Regions from separate parts of the Sus scrofa genome. Here regions 1 and 2 are each linked to region 3. Evidence: chromatin contacts called from public HiChIP or PLAC-seq data. All regions are on one chromosome and are shown on one strand. Each heading gives the region's core, a stretch centred on a gene start, on an enhancer-like site or on the middle of the called end of the contact. The rest is flanking DNA. Distances are from core to core; before and after follow the strand shown. Region 1 overlaps FGGY (FGGY carbohydrate kinase domain-containing protein). Region 2 has its middle 200 kb from the start of JUN. Region 3 overlaps LOC102165506 (a long non-coding RNA gene).

What was found. HiChIP or PLAC-seq counts read pairs in DNA pulled down with a chosen protein or histone mark.
Region 1: an H3K27ac HiChIP or PLAC-seq map of skeletal muscle shows a contact between it and region 3. The contact joins two enhancer-like sites. A contact is called at or near these places in 2 of 2 datasets of contacts at active chromatin or transcription factors (alveolar macrophages and skeletal muscle).
Region 2: an H3K27ac HiChIP or PLAC-seq map of alveolar macrophages shows a contact between it and region 3. The contact joins two enhancer-like sites. A contact is called at or near these places in 1 of 47 Hi-C or Micro-C datasets (embryonic fibroblasts) and 1 of 2 datasets of contacts at active chromatin or transcription factors (alveolar macrophages).

What each region holds. Positions count from the first base shown.
Region 1 is chr6:153,155,513-153,159,807 of Sscrofa11.1, reverse strand. All of the region lies in intron 4 of FGGY (FGGY carbohydrate kinase domain-containing protein), which reads left to right. Among named protein-coding and RNA genes, the nearest start is that of FGGY, 56 kb to the left of the region's middle. Within about 2 kb of position 1,372, at least 11 of the 83 cell types and tissues checked have an H3K27ac peak or open chromatin away from gene starts, as enhancers often do. A contact at or near this core is called in skeletal muscle, where this site is marked.
Region 2 is chr6:153,482,610-153,486,461 of Sscrofa11.1, reverse strand. No RefSeq gene overlaps it. Among named protein-coding and RNA genes, the nearest start is that of JUN, 200 kb to the left of the region's middle. Within about 2 kb of position 2,556, at least 1 of the 83 cell types and tissues checked has an H3K27ac peak or open chromatin away from gene starts, as enhancers often do. A contact at or near this core is called in alveolar macrophages, where this site is marked.
Region 3 is chr6:153,332,603-153,336,677 of Sscrofa11.1, reverse strand. The region is part of intron 3 of LOC102165506 (a long non-coding RNA gene); the gene reads right to left. Among named protein-coding and RNA genes, the nearest start is that of FGGY, 120 kb to the right of the region's middle. Within about 2 kb of position 1,272, at least 39 of the 83 cell types and tissues checked have an H3K27ac peak or open chromatin away from gene starts, as enhancers often do. A contact at or near this core is called in alveolar macrophages and skeletal muscle, where this site is marked.

The DNA of each region.
Region 1 (4,295 bases), core at 123-2,622, 180 kb after region 3:
GAGTATCCTTTATCTCAGGGGGCTCCCTAACCCTAACCCCCTAGGACCAAGTGCACGAGGCTGTGAAAGCTATTTTTACCAACATTTTATTATCAAAATGGTCAAACATACAGAAAAATGGAAACAATTGTGAACACTTAGAACCATCGTCACATGGATTCTGCCATTAACATTTTACTCTGCTTGGTTTATCATGGCTGTACCCATCTATCTGTCCTTCTGTCCATCCTGTCTGTCCACCTGAAGTGTTTGGAATAAGTCGAGACATGATTACACTTGTGAAAGCAGTTTGAAATATTACCTGAGATACTTACTAAATTCTGTTTGGTTGCTACCTACAAACATCATCAATACCTACACCAGAATTTATTCAGTATATTCTGTGCACTTTTAAGTCTGCTGTCTCATTTAATTATTTTGAAAATCTCGTAGGCTAGATGTTATTACGTTGCAGATGAAGAAGCTGAGGATGGAGGTCATTAGATAGATTTATCACACACAGACTGACTTCTGCATTGCTTCTGACAATGCTGGAATGCAAAAGTCTGGCTTTCTAATTCTAGGAAATAGATTTAAGATGGAGTTATAAAGGTTAGCTGGTCAACTTCGGTCTTCATCAGGTAAGGTCCTTCTGTCCTACCCCACACATCAGTTACCTAGGTAAAGAGAACTAGTCCTTTTGGTTTATTTCAAATCCCTGGTAACATATTTGTCTAACATAAAGTTTTAAGATAAAAATGATCTCTAGAATAAAAAGTTATCCTCTTACACTCACAATTAAAGAATCATACTTGAGACTAGGTGAAATCTAAGATTCCCTCCTCTCCATAAGCTCCAACCCGTTACTCTTTGGTCTGTGCTCCAGAATATTTGAGTTACCTCCCAAAGAGCTGGCTTTTTTCTCTTCTTTGCATTCATCTGAAATGTTTATAGTTGGAAAAAATGAATAAATGATTCAACTAGTTCCTTACCTCTTCTGAACCCGGAGTTCCTGGCAGTACTTCTGCAGCTGAGACCCCAGTGGAGGCCGGTCTCTGTGTATAAAGCTGTGTCCACTCTGCTGGTTGAATGATAAAGGGATCCAGGGATCCCCATCAAAACCCATGTCTCTCTGAAGCCTTCCTGTATGGAGAAGGCTATAGATTAGGAGCAACCATAACTTGGGAGCAATCTCAGTAATCAAGAAAGTCTGATCTCAGCTCTGCAGCCTCATCAAGAACCTAACCCACACCCTTTGAAAAAGCTGCTGTAAGCCTGGCTTCTCAACAGTCAGTATCTGTGGCTCAAAAATGCAAGACTAGGGAGTGTCGGAGGGAGTAAGAAGCTGCCTGGGTAAGTGGCTCTGCCCTCTGTAGCTTCTGTCTCTCCTGAAGGCTTCAGTAAAAGGTCTGAACCATAGCACAAAGAGCTGTTTTCTGCCAGTAATGCTGTGTGTATTGGAGAGTATTAGAGTTTTGGAGCTTGCCCAAGGAAAGCAAAGCAAGCTATCGGGACATAAGATCTTGTTGCCAATTAATTATTCATAATGTTTTTAATAATAAGGATTTCATCTTCTCTAATATTATTTGGATAATTCACCACTGATTAGTGAAAATTATCGCTCGTGGATGAGCACCAGTCCAGCGTCTGGCATTTGGGAGCAGCTGTTCTCCATGACCCCTGGAGTTCTCCCTCAGCACTGGCATTCCGTGAGCCTAAGATAGATGGGGAGAGAATCGGGACCAGAGTAAGGCCTACTGCAGTTGTCCTGGCATGAGGCCGTGTGGTCTGGCTTTGGCCAGGGGTCAGAGACCAGCCCGTGGACCTGAGAAAGAGAGTGAATCACTGTGCAAGTATTTATCGAGCACCTCCCATGTCCTGGGAAGCAGCAGCCGGACAGCCATGAAGGAGTATTGGGTTTGGAGTTCAAGTGGTCAGCATTTCACCCGAGGCTGTTCACTTACTCTCTTTATCATCTTGGACAGTTCATTTCACTTAATGGGTCTTAGTTTCCTATGTAGGGAATGGTATTGACGGCAGTATTTTATATCAAATGGTATTTGGTAAGTTGTAGCATGCTGGTGGTAGTAATGTGTTTTCAGATGATTAGGACAGAAGAAATTGATTTTTTGGGAAAAAGGTTAGTGGGGTCTCTTTTTCATATACTTATCTCTCTATGCAGTTAAAAAAGCTAAGAAGGGAAAAATCCGTATTGTTTGGGGGTAAGCACTTTCTTCCTTTTAAGCTGTTCTTAATCTTGATGGGTAACTTGGGGAGTAGGTAGTATTATTCCTGTTTGCATGAACGCCTGAGCTGGGTATCTGACTCAATCTAACTCAGGCCTATGCCCTTTCCAGCTCACAGGCCGAGGGTTGGAGAGAGTGAATCTCTCCTCAGATGCCCCAAGCAACTGTTTCCAGAGCAGTTTCACTTGTGCTCTTATCAGTGGCTTATAGGGTACTGTCTTCAGCAACCCACATTCTCAGGGTGATAGCTCTAAGGATGGGTACACGTTTCAGAAGAGGTCTAAAAATGCTAGTGTGGTACCCATCAGCTCCTGCCAGAGTTGAGCAAGAACATTCATTCACTCAGCAGATATTTATTGAAAGTTTCTTTTATTCCAAGGACTTGGTTAAATACTGGGAATATAGCATTAAACCAAACAGAGGCCCTGTCTTCCAACTGCTCATATTCCAGAAGTGGGACAGAAATAAAGTCACAGCGCTGTATAAGTAGATGGAAATTCAGATTCCTTTGGAAAATATACCTCAGGTAGGGGAGAGGAATCAGGAGGAGGTGACATGTAGGCTGTGGGCCAATGGGGGTAGCACTCGGTCGGCTGGGCTTGCAGAAGGCAGGCTGGGAGGATGGCCTGGCATGGGAGAGGTTTGGCAGTCTGGGGAAAGGAGGCCTCCATGAGGCTGCAGATAGAATGTGGTGTGAGTCTAGAATGTGAGAAAGGGGTTCTGTGAGTCAGTCTAAAAGCACCTTTTGAACCCCTTTTGCATGTTCAGGGAATCAGGGGAATTTCCTTTTTGGACATCATGGGATGGAGCCTTAGGCCCAATCAGAGAAAAGCCAGAAGCCTTTGTCACACCTCTTCTGACTCTCCCACCTTGGGGTCCTGGGACCTGAGAACTCAGTGGCCACAGGCTTGGAGCGTCCAGAGGCTGCAGTGTCCTCCCTGAGCCCAAGGAGAAACTCTCCTCATTTTAATTGCCTCAGGACCAGACTAGACAGTGCCCTGGAGCACAGGGCAGGGGATGAACCCCTCTTGTCCAGGAGGGTGGGACAGAACACCCAGCAGGGCGCCTCCACCTCCGCTTTGGTGGGCGTGTGACTCAGAGGCGGTGACATCAGCCATGACTTCATTCACCCAGAGGAGAGGCTCTGGCTTCTGCCCTTCCTTTTCCACGTTCTGTCTCTTCGTTGGGGACCTTGTCGGGGTCCTTCTCTTGTTTTCCACACATCTTTTCCGTTTCGCTGTGTTTTTCCGTCACTCTCACTCACTTCTCCTGTTTGACCCGTTATTTCTCTTCTCCCCATCTTTCCTTTCTCTCTCTGTCCATCTTTTGCTTTGTCTTTTTCTTCTCCTTCCTACTCCTGTTCTACTTAGTCTTTCTTGTTTCGCTTTCTTTCTCACTCATCTTCTTTTGCCTCATGTTTCCTTTCTCTCCTTCTTTCCCTCTGCTGGACTGTCCTCTTCCTTCTGTGTCAGAAATGTATATGGCATCCCGTCCTTCTGCCTCCTGTCTCCTCTCTCCTCCAGACTCCTCACCATGCTGCTGCTGTCCTAATGGTCCTAAAGTCAGATGCACGAACCACCCCCTGCTCAGGACTCAGGTTGGCCCCCATTCTCTTCTGACCCAGCATCCAATATGAATTCAGATTCATCTCTTACTCCATTTCAACCACCGTCTCTCAGGCTGCCTTTCCAGGGTTTCAGCAAGGATGCTGTTGCTGCTGCTTCTTGCACTTTGGTGCAGCCGGTTATTCCAGCTGGACTGTCCTCCATCCCACCTTCCTTAGTCTTTGCCTTCCCTCCACACCAAGGTCAGATACTTCCTCCCAAGTAATACCTTTTCTCTGCTGCCTGCCCACAACAACGCCTTTCTTTCATGACCATGCAGCATCCTTAGTTTATAAATCAGGTATTTTTAAAACTTAAAATAGTCTATGCTGTTTATACATCCCTGCCTACATCCCAGGCAGACTTGTTGCTCCATCTAGCCATAAGGATTAGGACCAGTATATTCCTGCTTTTCATCCAGGGTTACCTTCATATGTGGCACACGTTTGGCTACAAACCAGGACTG
Region 2 (3,852 bases), core at 1,307-3,806, 150 kb before region 3:
CAGGGCTGGAGCTTCAGGGTTCTCAGGTTCTCAAGTGCTTCAACCTCAATGTCCTACCCCCCACCTGAGAATTCCACTCCTTCCTGATCAGGGTCCTGACCTTAGTCACATCAGGGTGCAAAATTAACAGTTTTGCCAAAACTCTGCCACCCTTCTAATTAAATCCTGGGCCTAGTCCCCAGCTTTTTTCTGCTCTGCAGCTGCAGGAGATGAGAAGCCCCAACACACTACCAAAGGGACCCTCTGAATTTCACACATTGTCTTAAATTAGTGATTGATCACTTCCAGGCTTTCATTGGCTTTCTCCAATATGTTGATAGCACTACGTGGAGCCATCACATTCATTAGTCTTAGTAATGACTACTTCCCCTCAAATCTCTCAAACATCTCATGTCCCCGCCAGCCAGTGCTTTTCTTCGCACTATCACCCCCAACTCACCAAGAGTGAAAATCCTCCCAATTTCAGGGTGTCTGGGTGTCAGGTGCCATCAGTACTGCCCCTGCCACAATGATGGCTTTCTGATTGCCAGTTCACTGACAGGTGACCCAAAATCCTAGATAGAACTGATCCTGCTTCCAACAGCCTTAGATTAGGTATCCCGGGAAATGGACTCCCAAGTGGATATCAGTTTGCAGAAAGTTTATCAGTAGGCACTTTTGGGAACACCACCTTGGAGGGGGTAAGCAAAAAGCAGGATTGGGTGGAGGGAGCAGTTGAGCTGGATGCAGTTACCAGGGACTCTGGAGCTGGGATGGCCCATCTAGGCTGTCATGAACAAAGCCAAGGGAGCTACACTTGCGTACCTTCCACATTAATCCATTGATGGACATGTGTTGCCCCCAGAAAACAGGAACGGCTTTGCTTGAGATAGCAGCCTTCACACCTGGTGGTCATTTTGGAGAGGAAGTCAGCCATGAACTGTCAGCGGTCTATACTCCTGGCACATGGAGAAATGGGCCTGGGCAGTACACCACAACACCCACTACACTGAATGAATGATTGAATGAATGAATCAATATCCTGCTTCTCTTTCTAACTACCTTGAAAAAAAAAAAAAGGGCTTCTCTAGTCTGTGATCTTTTCATACCCAGCAATGCTTGTTGCCCAGAATTATGCTCTACATTTGGTACCTTCATTTAGAAAGAACCTTCTGAAATGCCCTTCTAATTCAATCTACTTATTCCCCAGATGAGAAAACTAAGGTCCAAAATGTGTAAATAACTTGCTTGAAGTCTGACCGTGAATTTGTGATTGAGCCAAGACATCACAAGGGCTGTTTCAGCTTCAGAAACAGAGGTCTAAATACATAAGGATTTCCTTTGACAAATACAAGAAGTCTGAAAGCCCAGCGTTGGTTTCAGGCTCCAGTTACCTCGGACTCTGCCCCCCCAATTCTGGCACATGGCTTCTATCCCCACGGTCAAGGTCTGACATGGCTCCAGAGTTCCATCTATCACATCTGATTCTAGGCTTGAAGCAGGAGAAATCTGGGGAAGCAATAGGGCAGCTTCTCTATCCATTTTCAGCAGGCTTCTCCGAAGCCCCTTCTGACTATACATCCTTGGCTAGAACTTGGTCCCAGAGCCTCTCCAACTATAATGGAGGCTGGCGAATGTTGTCTTTATTCTAGATGACAATTTTCCCAGCAGAGAGTGGAAGGTCTACATCTAAGTGAGAAGGAGGAAATGGATGTTTGGTAGGTAAGTTACAAGCTTTACCTCATTGGCAATAGGACTGTTAAAAAGCACCCATTTAGGGATTACACCTGGATTGGTCCCCTCTTAGATGCAGGACTATTTTAAAATTATTTAACCTCTAGACTTTTTGTTTCTCCATATGTAAAACAGACAATTATCCCTAAACTCACAGATATATTGTGAACTACCATGTGGAAAGCACCTAGCACAATGTCAACTTCATGAACTGGCAGAATATCTACCTCTCCATCACCCAAGTACTAAATTACCTGATTACAGCGTAATGGCATTACACTCCGTTGCTCTGTTTAACTGCCCCCCAACCCAGCCAAAAAAAAAAAAAAAAAAAATCTGGTTCCCATCTTGCTCTTTGGAGCACAGCTTTGTTGAGACATGTGTCCAGCATTCCACCAACTTGTTGGGGATAGATTATGGAGAAGAAAAGAAAAGTCCAGGGAGTTCCCTTTGTGGCTCAGCAGGTTAGGAACCTGACTAGTATCCATGAGGATTTGGGTTGGATCCCTGGCCTCACTCAGTGGGTTAAGGATCTGGTGTTGCTGTGAGCTGTGGTGTAGGTCGATGCCACGGCTCAGATCCCGTGTTGCTGTGGCTGTGGTGTAGGCAGGAAGCTACAGCTCCAATCTGACCCCTAGCCTGGGAGCTTCCATATGCCGTAGGTGCAGCCCTAAAAATAAATAAAGGAAAAGAAAAAAAAAAAAGGAAAAAAAAAAGTCTGACATGATGCTTTCAATAGGCTTCTCTGTGAGTTCAGCTGGTGACAGACAGACATAAACCCACAACAATATCCTCTCACTCGGGAAGCCAGATCCAGGCTCTAATTATTGCCACACATTCCCTGTGGGCAGCTCTTCCCCATGTGACACAGTCAATGCCTGCCCTACACAGGCCCCTGTGCCCCTTTGGGCGGCTCAACTCCTCAAACAGCTTCTGTAGATTGAGTCAGGCTCTGTCAGAGGAGCTGGTATATAGATATGTGTAAGGTAAGGTCCCTGCTTTTGATGAACCACAGTTTGGTAGGGAGACTGATATGTAAATAGATGCTTTCACTTCCGTTAGTTGAATGCTCAGTAAAAGGAGCTGGGGGTACAGAGGAACACCTAGCCTAACTTGGGGAGGGAGTTCATGGTGGACTTCTTGGAGGTGGTGATGTTTGAGCTGCATCTTAAGGGATGTATAAGAGTCTCCTTAAATGAAGACGAGGGCAAAGAACGGGGAGGGTCCCCCAGGAAAGAGAAGAGCAAAAACAAAGGCTCCGTGGAATAATAATATAGTTTGGTGACAGTTGAGTTGTAAAGGGAGACAAAGGGTCCTCATTATTGTTAGGGCCATTGGATCTCACATTCAAAGTTTCAGTGATTCGCTTCAACTCACCTCTTGCTAAGAATAAGCCATTCTGGAAAGCAGTAAACTCTCCATCACGTGCCAGCATTCAAGCAATAGGGGATGGGAGAATATGAGACCTGGTATAATTTTCTGTAATTGATCACTGCTAGAGTCACTTCCAGCCTTAGGATGCTGTGACTTAGGATGCTCCTGGAGCATGTTTTTCATAGGTGTGTTTGCCTGAAAACATTTGGCTGTGAGTTTCTTTGTGTTTTCTTAGCATTCCCTGATTCTCTTTAAATAGAAAACACAAGAATGAAAAAATGGGCAACTTGGAACACCTTTACTGTACCAAGCAGCCTCTTTCACGCACTGTCTCCTTTAAGCCTCACAAGTAGTTGTGAGTAAAAATAATGAGCCTATTTTTTTTTTAACAGATGAAGAAATAGGTCCAGTAGCATGCCTGCATCTATACAATTAGTGATGGAATGAGGGGTTGAATCCAAGCCTATTCAACTCTGGAGTTCATGTAAACTCCTCTACTGCCATCTTAAATGTCTTGACTTGGTTGGACAGAATTTTGACTCCCTTCCTCCCTTTCTCTCCTCAGTTTTAAATCCCTCCTCTTTGGGGAACTTTCCATTCAGAATGACCTTGAAGTTGCAATCATAGCCAATTATTCCAAAAGAGACTCCTGAATTGGCTGAGGTCAGGTTCTCCCAAGGAGAGTGGGCCTTTGTTTGATGGTTCATTCTTCTATTAGTAAGTCTGGCCACAGGTGGTTTGTAATGGCCCAGCATCATAAAAGGT
Region 3 (4,075 bases), core at 23-2,522:
CCAGCCAGTCTGGCGCCAGAGCCTACACGCCAACCTATAGGTTACACCTGAAGAAGGCCTTTTGTAGGCAACAGAGCTCTCCATTAAACCTATGAGGAGGGCCCAGAGAGGTCATGGAACTTCATCAGTAACACACAGCATCACCCAATGCTTCGTTGAATCCTCAAGTTTCCACTCTAGAGCCATCCCACTCCTCCTTCCTCACCTCTCTTTTCTCTACAGCAGCCTTGCCTCTAAGCTGGCCTTGTAGGTTAATGGCAACCAGCTTGGGAGTCAAAATGAGGGTTAAATCTTGGCCATACAACTCACCAGTTGCAGGTACTTGGACAAGCTGCATGGTTTCCCGGCCTCAGTTTTCATATCTATCGAATTGTTGTATAGTCTTGTTCCCCTAGAAGGGAGACTGAAAGGGTTAACTGCGGTACTGGGCAGTCCTTCTGCGTCATTGTTTTAACTTCTTCAGAGCGCTGTGAAGAACACCTCCTCTGGGACAGTGTTCTCCTTGAAAGACATCCAGCACACACTAGGTCCTCAATTAATCATGGGATGCATGCATACATTTTCTTGAATACATGAGTGTCTAGCACAGAGGCCAAGGTAGGTAAACACTAGTTTCTCTCAGCCAGGTGACTTCATAGGGTCCAGTCATCTGCGTTTATTATTTATTAGGTTAATAAACTAATTTTGGTCAAAGTGTCCATAGCTGCTAACAGTTGAAACTAGGGTCATTCTTCAAGGTAAGATTGACATATTAACTGCAACTCTCTAGCAGTCAGACAAAAGTAGGCTGTTTTATCCTACCATGAGACCTTCCAGAAGAAAAGACAGAACAAAGAGAGGTAGAGGGAAGAACCGCCAATGCAGGGAGGGCAGAGAGAGGTGGGGGTGGGGAGGGAGCAGAGGAGGATGGAAGTGGTAGAAAGGGATCAAAGACCCAGGAAGCCCCCCTGCTGGCAGGTTCACTTGTTTTCACCGCTCACAGCCCAGAGCCTAGGACTAGGCAGGCACATCGTGGGCGCTCGGTAACTCTTTGCTAAAAAAAGCCTGGATGTGAATGAAAAAGGAAAAGGGGGCAGGGAGAAAAATTCCGGCAGGGGAGAGGCAGAGATGAAGAGAGAAAATCAGCGACAGAGCTCCAACAAAGACAGACAGGACAACCAGAGGCAGAGAGAGGGCGACCGGCGGCCTGGGCAGGGGGTGGGCGGACCTTGCTAGCGGAGCCGGGCGCCCCGGCCCCACCAGCGAGGGCGCAGCAGATGGGCTGCGGGTGCGCACCCAGAGCGCAGCGCCTCCGCCCGTCCGCTCACCCGCCCGCTCGCCCGCCCCAGGCAGCCATAAGTGGGACATGTGGCTGGAGGAAGGTCACGGCCTCGCGGAGGGGACTTTCCTGGGGTGGGGGTGGAGGACCTGGGAACGCTGGCCTTTAACTTCCCAGGTCAGACCACCCCGCGCGGCCTCTGACGCAGGGACCCCGGGGACCTGTCCTCTGGTCTGACCTTTTAAGTCCCTCCCTGCCATCAAGGCTCTAACAAAGTCCCTCCCCTCCCCCAGCCTAGGGGTTCTCACACTTGAATGCCTCAGAATCACCAGGCAGCTTTGCTCATTAATTTAATGGAACGATTAAATTAAGTCCGTGATTTAATTATTGTTAAATCCATTGTTGCCTGATCCACTGCCACCCCTGTTCTGATTCAGTGAGTTTCGGGTGGGGCCTGAGACTATGCATTTCTAATAAGTTTCCCGGTGAAGTTGATGCATTTGGTCTGGGGACCAGCCCTTGAGAACCACCGTCCTGTATGGGACAATTGTCTCCCTCATTTTCCTCCTTAATCCACAAAATACCTGTTCACCTTCCCAATGAGCCTGGAACCCTTGGCAGCTAAGCAAACAGGTGGAAGAGAGGGGACCTGCATTTGGGCAAAGCCAAGAGGACAAGGGGAAACTCAACTCCCAGCTCTAGAGGCTGTCACCAGCGTTAGTGGCTTACTCTAGTCTCCTGGGAGGCCTCTGTGTGGGATCCAGAACAGGGCAGAACCCTGAGTAGTTAAAAACCAGGTTAATAGGTTTGGCTCCAGAAAAGGAAGAAAAAAGCCCTTTCTTCAGGAGAGAAGAGTGTACAAGGAGGACGCCTATTCATTCATCAACCAGTGGTGCCCTAAGTAGTGCCACTGACACTCATCATTCAAAAAAAAAAAAAAAAAAGTTAATTGAGCAGCTGTTTATGCCAGGCACTTTCTGGGTGTTGGGGATATTGCAGGAAACAAATTTGAGATTAATATCTTAGGGAGAATGCTTTTCAGTAGGGAGATTAACAAGAAACATGGGAAAGAGTAAATTATTGAGTACGTTAGAAGGTAATAACTAAGGAAAAATGTGAGTAAGGTAAGGGAGTGCCAGTGGGTGCAGTATTCTTATTTTAAATTTTTTTAATTTTTATATTTTTAGATTTTATGGTCACACCCATGGCATATGGAAGTTTCCAGGCTGGGGATTGAATCTGAGCTGATACAGTTGGATTCTTAACCCACTGCACTACAGTGGGAAGGCTGAGTGGGTGCAGTTATAAACAAGATGGTCAAAGTAGAGCTTGTTGGGAAGATGACATTTGAATCAGGAATTTAGGTAGCTAGCTGACAGAACTTTCAGGTAAAGGGAACTGCCAGTGCAAAGGTCCTGAGGCAGGAGCATGCCTGGTGTGTCTGAGGCCTCCCGGAAGAGATCAGTGTAACCAGGGTGGAGGTGGGGTGTGGGAAGAACTGAGTAGGAGACGAGGGCAGAGGTCAGAGGCAGGCAGGAAGATGTTATAAGGCTGGGCAGGCCATTCAGAGGGGCTTGACTTTTGCCCTAAATTATACTTCCTTTTCTTTCTTTCTCTTTCTCTTTCTTTTTCTTTTTAGGGCCACACCCACGGCATATAAGAGGTTCCCAGGTTAAGGGTTGAATCGGTGCTGCAGCTGCCCACCTATGCCACACCCACAGCAATGCCAGATCCAAGTCACGTCTGTGACCTATACCACAGCTCTCAGCAACACCCACTGAGTAGGGCCAGGGGTCAAACCCACATTCTCATGAGTTCTTAACCCACTGAGCTTCAAGGGGAACTCTTCCTCCATTTTTATTTACTTTTTTTGTCCTGACTGTTCTTGCCTCTCCTGTCTACAATACTGAGCTTAAGACAGCATTCATCTGGATCACAGTTGGAATTGGTTTGTGGAAAGAGGCAACTTTCCTTAAATCAGCCAGCCCCCACCATGTCAGATGGGGCTTTCAAAGGTTGTAATTTCTCTTTCTAACCTGCAGGATAGAAGGTTAGCAGTTTAGCATTTGCTTCAGCACCCTCCTTTCTCTTCTCCCCTCGTTCTCCATGCCTCCCCCAGGCTCTAGTTCCCCCATGTGACTGCTCCCTGAGGCTCCCCAGCCTCCTACAGCCACACCATCCAATCACAATACGTGAGCTACACATGTCATTTGAAGTTTTCTAGTGGCCACATTAAGACAAGTAAAAAGAAACTGACACAATGAGTTTTAATAATGAATTTGATTTCATCCACTATATCCAAAATAGCATCTTGTCAACAAGTAATCAGTACAAAAATCAATGAGATATTATACCTTATTGTTTTCTATCCCGAGTCTCTGAAACCCAGGACCTACTTCACACTTGTGGCACACCTCGGTTCAGCTTAGCTGCATTTCAAGTACTCTCTAGCTTCCTGAGGCTAGTGGCTTCTTGGACATCACCACCCTAGGAAGTACTCCTTCCCGACCCTTCCCCTCCTCAACATAACTAACTCCCCCTGTTTCCAGAATAGCTGACACTTCCTTCAGGAAGCCTTCACTGATTCCTTCACTTCCCCCATTGGCCTGTGAGAATTAAATGAATTAAACTCCATAGTTATAGGCAAATTATTCTATTTCTGGCACAAAGTAAGTTCAAGTAAAGTGCTAGCTATCATTATACCACTTACTGCAATGGTAATAAACTGATTGTGGTATAACTCTTATTTCCTGCTTTCCTCTCTCTGCTACACTGAAAGCTCCATGAGAAGAAAGGACCGTGGCTGCCTTTTTCACT